2 separate regions of the Arachis hypogaea genome follow, and region 2 is linked to region 1. The links are chromatin contacts, called in public Hi-C maps. All regions are on one chromosome and are shown on one strand. Each heading gives the region's core, a stretch centred on a gene start, on an enhancer-like site or on the middle of the called end of the contact. The rest is flanking DNA. Distances are from core to core; before and after follow the strand shown. Region 1 holds the start of LOC112751378 (lupeol synthase). Region 2 has its middle 19 kb from the start of LOC140172877.

What was found. A called contact is a pair of places that touch in the nucleus more often than the background predicts.
Region 2: a contact with region 1 is called in a Hi-C map of leaf, with 1.7 times the contacts expected there. The contact joins the enhancer-like site here to the promoter of LOC112751378 in region 1. A contact is called at or near these places in 4 of 8 Hi-C or Micro-C datasets (leaf and an unstated tissue).

The regions. Positions count from the first base shown.
Region 1 is chr15:151,857,237-151,859,936 of arahy.Tifrunner.gnm2.J5K5, forward strand. LOC112751378 (lupeol synthase) reads right to left here and starts at 1,440. Exons shown (of 19, transcript XM_072217252.1): 1 at 1,247-1,440; 2 at 767-988. The coding sequence starts at 961.
Region 2 is chr15:151,902,077-151,904,784 of arahy.Tifrunner.gnm2.J5K5, forward strand. No RefSeq gene overlaps it. Among protein-coding and RNA genes, the nearest start is that of LOC140172877, 19 kb to the right of the region's middle. Within about 2 kb of position 1,440, at least 3 of the 3 cell types and tissues checked have open chromatin away from gene starts, as enhancers often do.

The sequences.
Region 1 (2,700 bases), core at 190-2,689:
CCAAAATTTTAATATTTAGGTCAAAATGATGATTTTAAAATTTGATTTTAAACCTTAAGAACGATTTTGTATGCAAAAAAAAAAAAAATTAGAGACGAAAAATTTTTTTTTGGCCTATACCTTAGAGATGAAAATCTTACTTAATCCTAATTTTTTAATATGAATTTTTTAAATATATAACTATAAATTATTTTAAAGTTTAGTTTGTATGTACTATATATATTAAACTCTATATATTAATATTCAATCAAATAGAAAAAATAAAAGTTAACTTTCCATACTTAATATCTTAAAAAATAAAACATTTTTATCTATATAATAACAGGACATATCAACTTAAAAAGACTTTTATACTTAGAACACAGAATATTATCCTACTAACTAAATTTTATACTTGTAATACACGAAAACTAAATTCTCAATTCAAATTAAGAAAGAAAAAGTTAATTAATACAATTATGAAAGACTTTTATACTTAGAACACAGAATATTATCCTACTAACTAAATGTTATACTTGTAATGCACGAAAACTAAATTCTCAATTCAAATTAAGAAAGAAAAAGTTAATTAATACAATTATGCAAAGACATACTAAGACTAAAGTATGGAAAAATTTTCAAGTGTACCTGAAACATCGGTGTTTCAGTGCCAAGTTGATTTTAATTAATATATATTATATATATTTTTTATAATTAAAATTAACGGTTAAAATAACTAGAACATTGTCAGGTACACTAAAAATTCTTCCTAAAGTAATGTATGTACCTGCATCCTCATTAAGAGGTCAGAGCTTTGTTTGATGGAAAATCTATTTTTAGTAAACTCTTGGCGCAGCCTTTCAACCTCAGCATGTTCTTGTGGTGTTCCTGCATTTGGATCAAACTCCCAATGTTGTCTTCCTATGAAATTGTTTCCTGAAACCAAGTTCTTTCCTCCTTCTGCTATCTTCAACTTCCACATCCTCAACTATATATTATATTTATTTTCCTAAGTACAAAGATGGGTTCATCATAGTGAGAAAACATTATTATTCATGTATATACACACATATAAAAGTATAATAAGAAGCGTTAAAATATTCTAAAAATACTAGTGTTTTTTTAGTTATTTTAGTCATTAATTTCGGTTGTAAAATGTATACAAAGTTAAAAATTGAAATTAATAATTAAAACTACCGAAATATCAGTAATTTAAAATACTTAAAAATGTTCTAATATCATAAAAGAGAGAATGATAGATGTTTACTTGAATTTGAATGAAAGTATTATTAGTAGCCCAAAGAAGATTAAAATTGGATAGATGAGAAATTGTGCTATAGCTAGCTAGCTATAGATGGAGATAAGCTTAGAACTTTAGGAAAGAAATATATAAAAATGAAGATTTTGGATACATGCACACACCGCTTGGCTGAAAAGGGATTGGAGTGTGGTGAGGTGTGTGGAGTGTTTTGGTAAAACAGTCCTTTTATTCCCAAGCATGGAGGGAGAAGTTTCTTATATTAATTTTGTAACTAAGTACACCTTTAGCGATGGATGAAATTCACACAATAAAATTTTCTTATCATACCATTATTGATAATTAGTAGGGGTGTCAAAAATTTTCAGAAGTCGGGGATCTTCGCGGGAACCGCCCCGAATGGGTCCTAATAGTGGAAAATTTTTTTCGTGGGAATGGAGATGGAGAGCGAAATTCCCCCGACAAGCGCGGGGATTCGAGTGGGAATTCCCGCCTCATCCCTGATAATTCTCCGAATTTTTGAACTTACTTAATAATTCTTACTTTATTTTTATTATAGGGATTTTTTTAGTAATTTCACTCATTAAAAAATTCTAACCCTATTGTTCAAGATTTTATTTTATGGACTATGATTTGCTATGTTATATTTCTGAATTTATAATCTTGGATAAGATATGTTTGTGTGTTTGTAATAATATTTTATAGTTTATTTTTTAATTTTTTTGATATTTTTTTATTATAATTTTCATATGAATGTTAAATATAGAAAGATGGAAAATAGGATCCCGCAAAAATTATTCTCCGTTTCCCGCGAAAATGGGAAATGGAAAATGAGAATGCGGGAAACGGAGATGGAGACAATTATTCTCCCATGACAGAGAATGGGACATAAACAAAAATTAATTCTAGGAGCGAAGACGAAAAGCAGAAAAACATTCCTTGCCCCCACCCCGTCCCACTGGCATCCCTAATAATTAGTGGGAGGTTGAATTTATTAGGTGAAGTCACTTTCATCTATGTATATACCAAACTCTTAGCTTTATTTCTTTTGATGAAATTTGTCTGGAATCTTTTGGATCCGACGAGGAACATTATAAAGTATATAGTACATTGCCTGCTCTCTCTGTTTTTTCATGAAATTATCTTTCTCAACTTAGAGAATTTTTTTTGTACTAAATTTTGTAAAAATTGAACATTAGTAAAATTATATTTAAAAAATTTATATTTATGTACCTTTCAAATTAGAAAGTATAATATATGATTTCGAATTGACAAAATAATTTATGATCTACGGTATATGCAATTCTAATCTAAAGATAGATTTTATAAAAATTTACCCTGAACAAAAAAATTGACTAATTTATGGTAAATGTTAAGATTAAAGTTAGAATTGAAGGTGATAGACATAGTGATACAATAAAAAATAAAGTTAAAAATAACTGACTAATTTATACCATAAAAAT
Region 2 (2,708 bases), core at 190-2,689, 45 kb after region 1:
CCGCTGCACCTTCTTCTCCCATGCGTTGCGCCGCCCTGTGCTCCCTGCAACCAACGTTGTCACTGCACCTTCTTCCCTGTGTCGCGCCCCTTGCTCTCGACGCTGCCGCTGCACTTTATTTTTCCATGCGTTGCGCTGCCCCTGTTCTCCCTGCAAGCGACGCTGCTATTGCGCGCCTTCTTCTCCCTCCTGTGACGTCGCATCGTCGCCGAGTAGAGGCCTTGTTCCGCCGCTAGCTGCTCCAACGCTGCACCTCTGCCCTTGCTTCCACGCCGTTGTATTGTGTCTTCGTCACTTTCATTGTGTGTCACGTTGTTTTGTTCACCCAAATAGTAAGATTCAAATAAACATCCACATCTTAGTGAAAAGAACCATCTGTACATAGTAAAATGAATATCTTGCGAAGCATGTGCATGCATAATCAAGCAAATCAAGTAAAATACCAATAAATAAACATCAACTTTAGAATGAAAAGAACCATCTACATACATAATAAAATGAACATCCGACTAAGTTGATAAAAAATAAGTAACGAAACAGTAGCTGCGAAGGCTTTGGGTTCGCGATACAACAGCAGCAGCGGTAGCACAGGATTGCAAGAGAGTGGTTGCAAAAAAAAAAATCAAAATTATGATTAATCTAATTAATTTAAAATTTGATTTTTAAAATTAAAATTAACTTTTTTTTTATTTATTATTTACATTGTTAAAAAAAAACAGTATTCTCCTATATTGTTTATCATGAGTGAATGCATAATAACCATTCAATTCAATAGCCTTGTTAAGTCTAAGCGTGTAGGGATTAAAGAGAGGACATGAACGTATTTTAAGTTTAGATAAAATATATTTTTTACCTTTAAAATTAATTAAAAATTTTAAAAATATTTTTAAATTTTATTTTATTTTAATTTTGTTCAAAATTTTTTTATTTGTATGAAATATAATTAATTATAATAGTTAAATTTTTAAAAGTTTAAAACTAATTTAATAATAATATATGATAATTATGTTTTATTTATTTATATATGTTAAAAGTTATTTTGATAAAATTATTATTGAATTGATTTTAAATTATTTTAAAATTTAATCATCAAAAATATATTTGATGAAAATAAAAAAATTTTAGAATAAAATTAAAATAAAATAAAATTTAAGTATATATATACTTTATCCTTTTAACTTTTAAGTATCTAAGTACCGATCCAATCCCCAACCACAGTAGTAAGGAAAGGAATTGCGTCTGCCCCTCTTTTTCAACGTACGGTCGATTCAAAAGGGTTTGTCACTTTGTCTTCATCAATATATATAAATTAATACTCGGTTAGAACTTGGAAGAAGAACATCAAGATTAGGGATATCAGACAGGAAGATGTTCACGTATGTCATGTCGATGTCCTTTTTGAAATATGATATTTCAACAACATTAATCATTTAGATATAATAATAAAAAAAATACAAGGTCCAGATTAAGCGAGTGAAACACAGATGAACATGAAGGTTGGGTGGTGCATGTAGACATGCAACCGTTTTTTCTTTTAACAAGTTTTGTATGATTGAAGTTATCAGCTTGTCCTTATAGACTAATTTTAAAAGCCATTTTTTTTCCAGCCGCCATATGTGATATGTCTTGACTGAACTGCACTAAATGGCATTATTTTTCTTCTTTTTTGGAACGAGTGTCACAACAATAATCATGCAATGTATATAAAAAAAGTTTAGTTATTGTGTATAAAGATATCTTTGATTTTCATAAAATTTTTTATTATAGTACTATAAAATAGTTAAATTATTTATTTATTATTTGATTATTCTATTATATTAAGTTTAATTATTTTAATAGTTAATTATTTAATTAAAAATATATAAATTAATATGTATAAACAAAAACAAAATTTTGTGTAAAGGAAGAGGGGCAATGCTCCCTCTTAATTTTTTTTAACAAATTATGTATCAATTTTTATTTAACTATTTTTTTCATAAAATTAATTTTTAGAGTTAATGAAATATTTTTATACAAATTTAATGTACCCACAATTAAAAACTTAATTAAAACTTTGACTAGAAAATTTTTTTAGAGGGAATATTTCGTTGATTTTAATATTTTTGAAACAAAAAGACTTGACTATAAAATTAAAAGTAGTGTAAGAACGTGATTAGAAAAAAATATAAAAACTTAATTACAAATTTGATAAAACTACAAAGACCAACAGAATAATTAAACATATTCTTAATACATACATTTATTAAAAGATGATTACCTAAAAAAATTATGGAAATAATTATAATTTAAATAATATATATTTTTTTCAAATTTAATAAAGACTGCATTTACAAAAGAATTAAAAAAAATTGTTCACAATTATTATTGTTATTGATTAATTAATTAATTAAATAGAATTTGTTCACGATTAACCAATAATTAATAATAACAATAATGACAATAACAACAATTATAGTAACAATTATAATAGCAATAGATAATGGCAATGATAGAATAATAGTGATGATGATGAAAAATTATAAATAAATCAATGAAAAAAAGTTTATAAAAAAAATTTCAGTTCGACAAATGTATGTGTTTTTATATTTTTAAATTTAACAAATAAATCAAAATTAATGTAAGTTTTTGATACGATATTGTATTAAGAAAGATAGAAATTAAAGAGAATTTAATAAAACATTTTAAAATTAGAGTTTAAGAAAATAAAT